Linked DNA regions of Triticum aestivum: region 2 is linked to region 1. Evidence: chromatin contacts called from public HiCAR-type data. All regions are on one chromosome and are shown on one strand. The core of a region is the stretch at or near the end of the contact, and the rest is flanking DNA. Distances in the headings are between cores, read along the strand shown. Region 1 holds the start of LOC123047064 (protein TIFY 3). Region 2 holds the start of LOC123047067 (peptidyl-tRNA hydrolase 2, mitochondrial).

Evidence for each region. HiCAR-type assays count read pairs that join an accessible place to other places.
Region 2: a contact with region 1 is called in a HiCAR-type map of leaf, with 4 times the contacts expected there. The contact joins the promoter of LOC123047067 here to the promoter of LOC123047064 in region 1. A contact is called at or near these places in 1 of 5 Hi-C or Micro-C datasets (leaf) and 1 of 1 datasets of contacts at active chromatin or transcription factors (leaf).

Annotation. Positions count from the first base shown.
Region 1 is chr2B:739,383,545-739,390,834 of IWGSC CS RefSeq v2.1, forward strand. LOC123047064 (protein TIFY 3) reads right to left here and starts at 4,141. Exons shown (of 5, transcript XM_044470559.1): 1 at 3,894-4,141; 2 at 1,065-1,167; 3 at 776-980; 4 at 618-675. The coding sequence starts at 1,160.
Region 2 is chr2B:739,718,214-739,724,909 of IWGSC CS RefSeq v2.1, forward strand. It overlaps LOC123047067 (peptidyl-tRNA hydrolase 2, mitochondrial), which reads left to right and starts at 2,528. Exons shown (of 7, transcript XM_044470562.1): 1 at 2,528-3,019; 2 at 3,126-3,184; 3 at 4,422-4,481; 4 at 4,582-4,651; 5 at 5,091-5,160; 6 at 5,255-5,281; 7 at 5,386-5,747. The coding sequence starts at 2,630. The coding sequence ends at 5,435. LOC123047068 (endonuclease 4-like) reads right to left here. Exons shown (of 8, transcript XM_044470563.1): 6 at 6,593-6,686; 7 at 6,437-6,507; 8 at 5,971-6,345. The coding sequence ends at 6,227.

The DNA of each region.
Region 1 (7,290 bases), core at 2,891-5,390:
AGGGCCCTAATGTTCTTTAGTTTCACAGCTGTTTCTGTGGTTTGTCTTCTGTAAGCTGATGTCCCCAGCCTAGCTTCGGTTCATTGCGCTAATACCAAGGGGCTTTAAGGAGAACTATTAAAAAAAATTCTCATAACTCGTGTCAATATTCAATAATCATATAATCGCAATCTACCAGCTAATATGTTACATCACTTGTTATGGAATGATGCTCTAATGTGACCTGACTATAAACAAATCATACTACATGTTTATTAGTTATTACCAACTGAAACTACACAAAATGTTTGGTCTCTTGCAAGTAATTTTAACAGAATCATGCAGATTTTTTATCACGAGTCGTGGAGCACTTTTTCCGCATACATCAAACTTCTTCTCCTAGGACATTCAGGTTGAAAATAGAACGGTTATCATAATTTGGATTGATCATGAACGGGGCACAAAAGTACAAGACTTGGTTTTGAAGACTTGGCCTCATACAAATGCATTTCTAAATGCTGTGGTACACCATACACAGCATGTGGAAACACAAAACAACAAGTGTAAGGGGGTCATAATACTCTTAATACGCTCCAGAAGAACGTAGGCTGCTACTTGTACTCTTCATTCATGCTAACCTGTCACGGCGCTTCTCCAGGAAGCGCTGAAGGGAGTGTCTCCTGGCGATGGGAAGATCTGCAAAGCAGGTAACAATTTTTTTTAAAAGATCATACAAAGACTGATTAGAAAGAACATCCCACTTTTAGGTTTCAGAATAAAGATCTAGTGGCTTTACCAGCCTGAAGCTTGCAAATCGAGCCAGGATCCGCGACAGCCTGAGGTTGTCCATTTGCTACAGAAGTGCTCTGAAGTGAGAGCGACCGCGTAAGCATGGCTTGGATAGCATTGGTCGCAGACATCGCTGGAGGCTTAACAGCAGCGGTGCCATTGCTTTTTGAGGCCGCAGCTGCTGCTGCTGCAATGAGCATGATTGCTTGAGCCTATTGATGCCAATGTCACAGGTTAGCATAGAGTTTCAACAATTAAACCAAGAAAATGATAGATGCAAGAAGCATAAATACTACCTTCTCTGGTGGCACTGAGTCATACACACATACTGACCCACCATAAAAAATGGTAAGCTGTCCTGGATTTGCTGGAGGGCTCGACATTGGCAACATTCCAGACCTAATAATTAAACAGCATAAGTAGTTAGAATATGCAATGAAAAAATAATATGAAATCACATAAATACACAAATGTATTGGAAAGTTGGCACACACAGCACACATTGGCACTCGAGCAACTGCATATACAAAAGTAAAAGGGCATTTAAGGGCAAAGTGCTATATGAAATCGGAGGACAGGTTGGCTCACTGATGCACAATGTTAGGTTACATATAGTATTTACTAAACCCCTGAGGCCACATTGCTATCTTTTTAGTTGGAGGAATTAAAGGCAAAGATCAAATGTTGAAACGGCATTACTATGCACTTCATCTGCAAACAGCCATATATTTCCAGAACAGAAGTGATTGTTCTACACTCTGTTTAATGGGTCCTAATGCACTGAAGGCTTTGTTGCAATCACCGCATTCACAGGCTAGCAAAAGTAACAGATAAATCTAAAACAAGTTCTAGATAGTATAATATATGGGTTACACTAACTACACACAAAATTTCAGGTTCAAAATCATTCTATGTTCATAGCAACAAGATGAGAAAATTCTTGCAATTTTTACAACAACAACAACAAAGCCTTTCAGTCCAAACAAGTTGGGGTAGGCAGCAGTTGAAACTCATAAGATATGGAAACCAAGTCATGGTTATGGCACGTGGATAGCTAACTAACTTCCACGCACCCCGTCCATGACATAGAATTGTGCGCTCACCATAGAGTGAAACTCTTCAAACTTTATACATAGATAGAAGTTTTGAAGTACGTTTAGAATTGTTTCCAAAAAAATTGTGGCACCCGTTAGCTAGAGTGCATGTTAATTTCATCATAAGCCTTTGTGCAAGCAATACACCTCCCCTACTTGGTAAGAGAAAACAAAATAGATCTGAGGAAGAGATCCACGTGGCGACTAAACAACTTGTCGCTTAGTCGCGACTTGTATGATACCCCGGTCCTGGGCCCACATCAGAATAGTCAGTTATTTACATTGTAAAACTTTTAAGTTAAAATTAATAACATCAACTACTTTGCAGGTACCAGCAATTCTGAGTCTAACAACTTCTATAATGCATGATGTGATATCAGACAACAGCAGACTATGACTCTAATTGTGGTCCACTCTAAATTATTCAAGGCGTGGTGGACGGCTTATGTGCCGCTTAGCGTCCAGTTACTTGTCTGACTAGTTCAAAGTCAGTCCAGGGTGGATGGACTGGACCCACCCTGTGTTCCATCCTAAGCACTGGACCTAGCAAATTATATGCGGTGGACTTAATTGTTTTCTCCAAACGTTGTCTAAAAGTAGTAGATCCAAAACATCATGCACCCATTAGACCTATATATTCAGGAAAATGCAGGAATACTGATTCCAAGTGGCACACTTTTAGTATCACAAATTATTTTTACTGCAATACAGGGTCCATCGTTTCACAGCAGCCTGGCACATCGCCAATTAATCGAATGTGAACCAATGAGAAATACTAGACAGCAGCCAAACCTTACAGGAAAACATCCTATGACAGTAGTGTCAGAACAAATTAATGTGGCACATATATGGTGAATAGCTGAATGATTGAAAGCACAGCAGCCGACGAATGTGCCGAAAAGCCTCTAGGTGAGAACAAACATCAGGACTTACAAAGCGCCCCGTTTGCACGCTTGCAGATTGCAACACATGATGATAGGCATGAGGTGTCTTAACATGTCAGGACATGTCTAAAAGACTAGTAGCTCAACGTTGTGAATAGCTGGTCAGAGGCCATGTCGTTGGTCCCCGGCTTCACAATTGGTCATGAAGTAAACAGGTGGAAAAGTTTGTTAGTTTTTCGGTTTGTTCTTTTTTGCAGTTGAATCCTTGGTAGGGCTTTGCATGTTTAAGGAAGTTATCTGTTACTGAACCCAACTTTAATCAGATCTACGCCTTCTCCCAATGTTTCTTAAAAAGGAGAGCAGCTCGAGGTGTGCATCACAAAGAAGAGTGTAGGTTGCCTAAAGAGTTCTTCACTGTGAACCTAACTCAGCAGCTGAACTAAAAACTTTACATAACGCTTTGAAGAAACTGTAGAACAAGAAACCAGACAGTGAGGGAGAAAGGGCTGCCTGGATCTGTGCCCATCTTGGGCAAAGTTTACTTAGTTAACTTGATAAGAAAAGATTTGCCGAAATGTTTATCACCATGAGCAAAACAACATCTTTTTCCCCACTAAATCAACCGTGAAGGTTAAGGAATGGGCAAGCCGGATTCCCAGCAGCCAGAACGTCATCCCAGGATCCGGATAAGAGCACGCGCCCCCAAGATATATTCTCCTAATTAATCCGACTTAAGAACTTGAGAACAGCGGGCAAAGGTCGAGGAAACTGAATTTGGGAGGATTTGGACCGCAGGGAGAGAGGAACAACACTCCAACAGCAGCAGCGAGAAAGAACACGCAGCACGCATTCCAGAACCCGCACCGACGCCTACGCACTCCCGACGCCACCTAGCCGAGGACAGACGAAGCCCACGGCAAGGGCTCCCCCGTGATTAGCACTGGGCCTCGAGGTGCCAATTGCGAAAGCGCGTGAAGGGGAACAGGGGAAAGCGGGAGAGGAACACGACCCAAGAACAAGAGGAACACCCGTGCGCACACGACACAAGCAATCCGGCAGAATCACACCGACGGACGCGGAATCCTGGACGGAATCCGCCATGGTTTCTTGCTAGAGCGGGGAGAAGGGGGCGGAGGAGGCTAGCTACCTGCCGTTGGCGAGCGGGGGTCTGGCGGTGAGTCCTTGGCCTTGCTGCTGGGTCTCCTGCTCCTGCTGCTGCTCCTTCCTCTCCGCTTCCTTCCGCTGGGCCTCCCCCGCCTCGGCCTTAATAGTGGCGCTCCTCTCTCCCTCTCTCTCGTTGAAAGGGACCTGGGAGTGAGAATTGGAGGAAGCGGGAGGGGGTCTGAGATAAAGAGGAGTGGGTGTGTGTACAGCACAATGCGCATGTGAATGTCGTGACTGGGCTATGATAAAATAGCCCCCCCCCCCCCCCCATATCTTTATTCATTCAATTTTTATATAGTGGTACTGTCTTTATAATACTCTGCCACTTGGCAGTGCCTCACTGGAGGAGATGCTGATAAAGTATTAGTAATACAGTAGAAATGAATATTTGTTCAAAAGACAGCCTTCCGTGGATTGGCAGGGAGAGTAATAAACGAATAAATATGTGCCAACTCAAAGAGAGAATAAATATGTGTCCTATTTTTGGTAGTAATTAGCTATTAGTGGTAGGCAATTATTTGATGTTCAACTGAGGGGTTTTCGGGTTCGGTCTTAATTGTTTGTTGTAATTTCCGACATGAAGGTGACTTCAAAGATTTTTCGGGTATCTAATAAGAGACTGCACCGGGCGCGAAACGACAGACGTTGCTTCTTGGGTATGGTTCTTCTTATCCATGCCTCGTTTGTCCGCGCATTTGCATGGCGCGGCTTCGGGCCACTTTCTTTCACCGTTGACGTGTTTTCTTTCGCATGATAGCGCCCGCCTTCGCTCACGCCTCTTTGCACTTTGTTGCAACGTCCCTAGTTCTTTAACCATTCCATTGTCATTGTGTTACCGGCTGTATAACATAATCACACACACCATCCACCTCGTAACGCGCTGATGAGTCTGCCGCTTCCTCCTGGTTTGGAAGGGGCGAGAGCTGAACACACTGTCAGATATGTGTTGTTGAAGCCTGACCGCCAACTCCTCTAGCATGTTTCTCACATATACCGACGCGTCAAGCTAGACACTAGAGGTACCTGGGGGAGATGACACGACCACTACAATGGTTCAAGGTTTGTGAAGAGTAGAAGCTTTGAGATGACCCGAACCATGCGATCTATCAAACGCAACTACAACCTTGACCTTGCAACATGTCTAATTGAGCAACATTTTGAACCAATTTCAATCGAGGGCATGGGTTCATTTTTATGCGTCTGACTAAAATCCTTTCGTCTACACGCATCTAACCAACATCAACACGTTCTCAAGTTAACATTAGCAAAACAAGAAAAAGAATCCAAACCTGATTTATGTACGAGAGCTGCTACACAGACGACATATTCAGACGATGCAGGGCATCCAGCCATCCATGTGTAGTCCAAAAATGAACATCACCGTTGAATCCTCCCGTCGTTCACGATTCGGCTGGTTTATGTCGTCCCTACAGCAATTTCGTTTATGTACACCACAATATGCAGACGTGGAAGTAGAAACACCCGCACTTCCCGCTTGTCAATATTCCGAGCTTAGCAAAAATTTCGGTTGGCAGCCGTAAAAAGCTAGTAATTACATTTTGTTAATGTATAAAAAAGTTACTAGCATGCTATTTACTACTTCCATTTCAAATTATGAGAAGCTCTAACTTTTTTTTTTCCTGAATCGGATGTACATAGACGCATTTTAGTGTGTTTGTTCATTTATGTTTAAGCCCGCACCTAGTTTATACTGTATTAGGATATCCAAACACATCTTATAATTTGGAACGGTGGTAGTAGGTCTTACTGTACATTCGATCCAAGTTTTACCCGCACCTGTTCCAGCTACTATGACCTGACCTGGTTCTTTGATGAACCAATGTCCGTCTTATTTTTGACCGAGTCGGTGAGTCACATGACTCCCGACAAAAGGCACCACCCGCGTCAGCGTCGTCCTCAGAACGTCGGCGTATCCTCCTCCAAAAACTCGAATGAAGAAGACAAAAGTGCGCCACGTACCGACGCACTTGACCTGGCGTGCACTCCGCCGAGACGTGCCAGGCTTCCCTGACCGGAAACGGAAGGCGAAAGGCGCCCGTTCCATCGCCCGAAATCGAGCGAGCCGAGCCCGTTCCGGCCCGAAAGCCGTGCTCAGCCGGTTCCGGCACGTCCTCTCGATCCAGAAAGCTCCGGCGAGACAAATCGTCATGGCCCGGGATGTCTGCCCATGTTCAAGAAACGACGGAAATACTAGTGCGCAAATTGATACGGCAGGCATCCACGTACCGCGTGCTCCGGCGGTGGAGCGAACTTTGGGCGGAATGCACGGAGACATGGCGTCGTCGGTCGGCACCGGAACAGGCCGGACCGTGCCGAGAGCCGAAGATGGCCACGCATGCCGCGGAGGGTGCCGAAAGATCACGACGCGTCGCTCCTCGATCCGGATCCGTCCAGGGAATCCGATCGGGAAATCTGCCGGCGGTTTCCGGTGGTTTTCGCCTGTCCGAACCTGCTGATTAAGAAATGTTGTACTAGTGGCTGGCTGGACGAACGAACGCGGCAACCTCCATGATCGATCGGCCTGGCTGGCCGGACAGCGGACAAATCGAGCTTTGTTCCGAAGAAACCATGATGAAATGGGTGCTACAGGACAGGCTATAGTGGTACAGGACAGGCCTGTAGCATGATCACGTATTGCCATAGCTTAGCTAGCTGCTGACAGCTGACTCGTGCACAGGACGGGGAGGTCGACGGCGGGAAGCTCTCCGCCATTGATCGCACGCGGTGGGGGACACACAGTAGGTTAGAGAGATGGTAGATGGATGGTGCGACAATCGCCGATGGTCCTTTTTTTTTTTGAACAAAGCAAGGCACCAGGAAGGTGCCCAATTTCCATTGACAGCTTGAAGAGTCATTACAAGGTTCAGAGGCCAGAGAATACAGAGCAGGAGATACAACCAGAAAAAGAAGCTGAATGGAATAGCAAAGATAGGTTGAAACAAGTCAACCAGATGATCTGCAGCTAAAAGAATGAGGGAAGGGCACTTAGTAGATCTATCTTGAAAGTAAGAAGAAGCGTGAAAGTGTCTTCAATCCTGAAGAAAGCTTTGAAGAAGAAGCCTAGAAATCACAACTTAGTTGAAGCGTCCTCTGAGCTTAGTAGCAGTACACCTTGTGTAGACAGTAACCTGTGACAGAGAAGTGAGCTAAAGCTGCCGCCACTGGACAGAGGTCTGCAGCGTGTGATCGAGTTGAGCAAGACATTATAGGTTGATTTGTTGCCTGATACACCTGCTGAGCAAGGTTGTGAGCTACTCCATTTAGATTCCTGGAAATATGGAAGACCTGAGCATTGAGATTAGTATAACTCTTAATAAAAGAAGCCAAGTAATTTCTGATATTCCAAGGCGTAGCAGGAT
Region 2 (6,696 bases), core at 1,278-3,777, 330 kb after region 1:
TGGAGACTATTCACCAACTGCTCCGTTAGGAGTAGAGAAAATCGATTGATTTAGATAAGTTAGGAAATTTAGATTCAAATCTATTATTTGTTTCTTAAAAATTTGTTATTTGTTTCCTATGACAAATTGAACCAATAAAAGAAATCAATTGATATGAATAATTTAAGGAATTTAGATCCGTGATTTGTTATACGTTAGGAAAGTCCTGGTTGTAATAAAGAGTGGAGAGAAAAATAAATCGATGGACCAGGATGGGAGGGGGTGGTGGGAGGAGAGACGAAAAAACCAACGAAAATAAACCGTGGAGACTATTCACCGACTGCTCCATTAGGGCATCTCCAGCCGTTGGCCCCCCAGGAGGGGCAAAAAACCGCCCCCTGGGGGCGCACCGGCGCTAAACCGCGCACTGGGGGCGTGATGTCCCCCAGTCGCGGCGCCCACGGTTAGTCAAAAAAGTCAAACACGGCGCAAAAACGACTCAAATTTAACGCAAACATCGGCGAGTTCATTCAAACTTAAACATATTTTACAAAAAAAGAAAAAAAACTACGCGGGCTACCCCCGCCGTCTCCCTCGCCGCCCGCCGTCTCCCTCGCCGCCTGCCCACGCGGTTCTACATGCCGAGGAGGCGGTAGAACTGCGTGTAGTCACCGCCGTCGTCGTCATCACCGTCGTCGTCGTCGTCGCCGCCTCCGCCGTCCCTGCTGCATCCCTCCCCCGGTTGGCGCGGCGGGTTGGACGGTCCGGGGGCGTCGTCGTCGTCGCTGTCCAGGACCACGACGCCGTGCTCGTCCTCGCGCCCACGCTTGCGGGCGGCGATCTCCTCCAGGGCCCGGTGCTGCCGGACCATCTCGTCGCGGAGGTAGTCGTCCCGCGCCCACCGCATGGCGTCCTCGTCGGAGAAGCCGCGCCGGGCTATCTCCTCGTACTCCGCGGGGAGGACGGGCTCCAGCTTGGGCTCGGCGAGGACGAAGCGGCCGGTTGGTGGAGAGGCGTTGGCGCCGCCGGAGCTGCGGGTGCACGCGCTCACCGGCGTGTCCTGGGGCTCCGGCTTGACAGGGCGGAGGCAGGGCGAGCCGCCGGACGAGGAGGAGGACCCCCCCGGTCTCCATGCGCCTCGGGGTCCATGAGCTTCCCCGGCGGCGTGAGAAGGAAGGGGGAGCGGGGTACTCCAGGCGTGGCGTGTTGCCGCCCTCGATGTGCTCGAGGATAGCCTTCAACGTGCGCTCGGGCACGCCCCACCACAGATGCCGGCCGGCGGCGTTGAGCCTGCTGGAGGGCACGATGCCGTTGGTGGCCTCGAGCTGCTCGGCCTGATGGCGGCGGAAGTACGGTTCCCAGAGCGGGCTGTCGGGGACGTACCGTGGCGCCTTCCTCGCCGCACGCGGCAGGTTCGAGCGGATGCGTGCGATCTCCGCACGCCGTGCCGCGCCGGTCGGTACCGTGGGCACCGGCACGCCGCCTGCGCTGATCCTCCACGTCCCGGGCACCCGCATGTCCGGCGGGACCGGGTACTCGGCCTCGTAAAGGAGGCGAGCCTCGTCTTCGTGAAGATGGCGGCGGCCGAAGCCGTTCGCCGCCGCGCCGTCGCTTGGGAAGCGCTCGGCCATGGCTGTGAACTGGGGACGGCGAAAGAGAGGAGAGGAGAGGGAGGAAACGACGGCGGCGGGAGAGTGTGAGTCGCCGAGTGCGCCGGGGCGCTTCATATATAGGCCAAGGCGCGTGTGTCACAGTGTGTACGCGTGGCGGGCGAGGGAGGGCGAGGGACGCGCGTCGTCCGGTCTTCACTGCGCCGCCCGTGAGGCATCAATGGTGCAGGCTGACCGGCGCGGCAGCTTTGGCATTGATTCGCCGCGGGAAACGAGGCGATGAGGACGAGAAGGGCCGAGAAGAGAGCCGTGTCGCTGACGCGGCGGGCCCGCGGCTTTTTCGCGCCAAAACAGTTCGCCCGGCGCCCCCGGGCGCCCCCCGGCGCGCCGGGTTCGGGCTGGGTCCGCCGGCGCTGTTTTCGGCCCAAGCCGGCGAAAATCGGGCTCCTGGGGGCGCGACTGGGCCGTTTTTTCAGCGCCGGCGCGAAAAAAACGCCTGGGGAGGCCTTCCTGGGGCGCGGCTGGAGATGCCCTTAGGAGTAGATATAAAAATGTACAAAGACAGACGCTCACATACACACGTATGCTCAGTCATATGAATTACGCGCGCACGCCATATCCCTATGAGAAGTCTTGAAAAATAGACAAATATGAGTTGGTAGTCAAATCAATTCAATTGTTAGCCAATTATAGTGTAAAAATATAGTACTATATTTGTTAGCTAATTTTCTAGTTTGCCTAAATATTAGCAAACCAAGCAGCGTCGAGCGCTCGCTGTCAAAACGAAAAAAAAAGGAGCGTCGAGCGCTCAATTGCAAATTGCAAATTCTCAATCGATCAACGCGGCGCGTTCACCAAACCACGCGGCTGGGCAGAACACACCCACTGAACCGTGGGCCCCGCGTGTCAGCTTCACCTCGCCAAAACCACCAATCCCCAAACCACACGGTGTCGTAGCACCCAAACCACCTCCCACTCCTCTCTCCCCTACCCCTCGCTCCATCGCCCCGCCGCCGCCGCCACCGGCGACGGCGACCCCGATGGGCGCCACCACCTCCGTCCTCTCTCTCCCCGTGGCCGCCTCCTTCCCTGGCGCGGCCACCGCTATCGCGGGCGCCGCCGGCTGCTTCGCCCTCGGCTACTTCCTCGCCCTCGCCCGCTTCCCCATCCACGCCGCCGCCGCCCCCGACTCTGGCGACGACGATTCCGAGGACGACTCGGACGAAGATGATGACGAAAATTCCGGCCGCGCCCGGCCGGCGAAGCGAGCCGCCGGGCGGAAGCGGACCGGGCTCAGGCTGCTGTTCTGGTCCCGAAACGTGGTGACCAAGTCCGACTCCGCCAGGGAAGCCGAGAGGGCGCAGGTCCAGACCGCCTCCGCCCCCCTGGAGATCGAAAACCTCGCCAAGATAATAGAGGATTTCAAGATGGTATTGGAGTTTCTAGCCAACGCTTCGTCCCTTTACTCGGTTTTGGGCGTTTTTCATGTTGGGGGGAGAATGGGAAATTACTCGGTTGATTTTGTTGCTGGTGCAGGTGCTTGTGGTGAGAAACGACCTGAAGATGGGAAAGGGGAAAATCGCTGCGCAATGCAGGTAACACATTTCAGTATCAGGATTGGCTAAGAATAGAAACTTACTAGATGGGGAACCGATGTCGATGGTTAACACAGAGTGATGAAATGGTCAGTGTATCATGTTGTTAAGAGTTGATGTCTAGTTAAGTGTGCCCATGTTTGCAACAGGAGATATTGGGCTGACATACCTATTTGGCACTTTAGATTGTTGTTAGAGCTGATCATGACACATTTTTATGAGCTCAAACTGAACAAGGATTATAACGTAGACAAAATTTTCCTTTCTGTCAATATGGGTGTTTTTCTGGAATGAAAGCAGTTGCACACACGAATTGGTCATGCCAAAGCCATGTGGCAATCTGTTATTTTTCTTCCTGCTAGTTTTCTATGAACGTGTGTCTGCTAAGTGCTAATGGTACGTGTCATGCCCTTAGAATTATCCTGCAGCTGTAGCACACAATTCATGACTGCGATCGGTATTCTTCACATCTTACTCTTATCTTATGTAAAAATAATTGTTGGGGTGTAGGGTGTGATGGAATGGAAGACTATTTTGGTTTGGCCTGATGCCCAAACCAGGTAGCTGCCTCACTTAATTCCAAATTCGCAATTGCCATTTGTTTTGAAAAATAGATGGCAGTATTTTCCATAACACTTGAGCCAGCTGGCATTCTTCATCCAGGACGATCAGTCGATCACCTGTATTCGGTCCTCCCAAAAACAAAGGCAAATTTTATTATGGTTGCATAAATGCTTATTGCAGTAGAACTTTTGCAATGCCCAGATGTTGATCTTTGTACTCATGCCAACCAGCCAATATATTTTCTGTCAGATTTCATTGACCAGACAGCAAGGGAGCACTCTAGTTACCAAAGCAACTTGTTGTCAACCCTTATGATGGCATTCACCAATCCGCATTATGACTACTCGTCTATAACTAGAAACAGTTAACCTAACATGCTAACACTAGTTGGTTGTTTGAACTCAGCAAGATTATTCAACATATTTGAGCATTGGCAGATGTGCTGCAGAAATGATATTCAGTTAATCGCAGTCTTACATTTGTTTTGGCAAGGAAGCATGTGGAGCATCTCAACTACGGAAGCATGCATATCTTTGCTTCCGAGTGTGTAAATGATCAGTTTTAGAAGTGGATGAGTTATCACGCTTTATTGTACTACGTTTTCATTATTTTTAGCGTATGGGAGTGGTGTGCCTAATTATGGTTGTTTCTTTCCTCTTTTCTGTTTGCTCAGCCATGCAACACTGGGCTTGTTTAAGAAACTCCAACAGAGAGCACCAAAGTCATTACGAAGGTATCATTATCAGTAGCTACTTCTGCTGTTCGTCCTAGTGTGGCACAGAGATGGTAAAAAGGAAAGAAAATTCATTTACTCTTCATTTACTCTTTTGCAGATGGGAGAGGTGTGGTCAAGTCAAGGTGGTTGTGAAAGTAGAAAGCGAGGAAGATATGCTGGTTTTACAAGTAAGTATTCTGCCTTGTTGGGCACTGGCACATTAATTTCGAAAGTACCTTGGGGTTATCTAGAGATAGTAACCCAGAGAAAAAGGCGCATGGACAAAAGCAGTCATTTAATATTTTGCTCTTATCAGATAACATTTAGTAATAAAAAGCTTCTTTTAAAGAGTTCTCAGAGGAATTAAAATAGCAGAAATATTAATGAGAAACTGGACATTTTGTAGGTGAATATGTCCTGGCCTGAAATAGCTGCAATAATTTATTCCTTCCCCCATATTTTAGAAAAAAAAGGAAACATTTGATTCTTACTTGGCCTTATCCTCCGGTTTCTCTTTGTAGATAAATCATTTGGTTAATCTCTTACTGTATTTAAAACGAAATGAACTTATCATTTGGAACAGTGTTATTTTTGTCCCATCACATTTAAGCCAACTTTTGGGTGCAGGGGAGAGCAAAATCTATGAATCTGCCAACTCACATTACCATTGATGCTGGAAGGACACAGATTGCACCTAGTGAGTTATTTAATCTTCATCTACACACATCCAGTTCAATTCTGTCTGTTTATGTCTTGATAAATTGATTTATTTTTGTCTTGCGATCCTGTAGATTCCAGAACAGTCATGGCTATTCTTGGTAAGTTACATGCATGATTTTCACAGTGTATCATATTTTTCAGAATTTGCGGGCTTGTAGTGAGCCGATATCCCGCTGCTGATTGTACTGTTTCATTTGAGCAGGGCCGGCTGACATGGTAGACGATGTCACTGGTGGTCTGAAGCTCTTATGACATGACTTCAACATCCTCAAACATACGAGTTAAAAGAGCAATGCTGGAATTTCGCAAGCTATGATACTTCCACTGGTCTCCTGCTGAAGAATGAGCCTTGGCTTTGTTGGTTTACTTGATATCGTTCTTCCAGGATTTGTTCGGAAGGAGGTTTTGTCCACTTTTTACTTGTATCGACGACTGCTGTCTTTGGAGACCTCTGATTTAAGTAAATTTTCACTGGATTTGGGGCTGAGTAGTTAATGAACCGTTCATTCCATCTGTAGCATACAAATCTGAAAAAGGATAAATGTGGTGTTTCCCTTCCATGAACTATCTGAACTCCTTCATCGAAACAAAAAACGGAAAAAGAAAAACTATCTGAACTCTCTTGTCTGATTTTGCACACTGGATGCAAGCCTGGATTAATTCCACATTTTTCTTCGTTAACTCGGAGTTTAGCCGGGCATTTTGCTTGCAATAGAATAAAAACCGTTCCATCCAACTGGTTCTCAACATCACTCTGATGTAACAAAATGGTTACAACACATGGAAGTAGTAGATCACAATCGTACTTATACTGAAAATAAAGAGGGTACAATACAATACAATGGTGTTAATCAATACACCACCATACACGTACGTTCATACAGATACAACGATTTGCTGCAGCAGCGACTCGGAGCCGCTTTGCTGGATGGATATATAACAAATATAATCGCGAATTCGTGATTTCTGGCGAAGCTATAACATGGTCAGACAGCAGCACAGGATGACATTCTTCTTCATTAATTTCAACGAGATTGCATCCATCAGATGCTCTGCGGCCTGCCGTTCCGGCTGAAGATCCGGTTGAGGATGGCCGCCAGCCTGACGCCGCCCTGAGCGATCCTCTTCTCAACGACCGGCAGCGCCGCGGAGTAGTACTCATCTGCAGTTCAGTTTCAACAAAGGTCTCATCGCGCTCGTTCCAAAGGAATGATAATTGTAGTCTTATTGATTGATCTCGTACAGTAGAGTACCTCCTAAGGTGGAGTCCTGCTTGACGCCCTTGTACGCGTCGCAGGCGAGCGCCGCACTCTCCTGAGCGTACCTGCACTCATTTCAAGCCGTCAGCCTCTGAACATGTATCCAGTTTTGCAGCTGGAATGGATCATGGTGATGACTGGTGAGCCTACTTGTCAGCGCAGGTGGTCTTGGTTTTGCTGCGGCACGCCTCCCACTGCTTCTCCTCGCCGGACCAGTCCTTCTGCAAGAGATGAGCATAATCACAACTTACTCA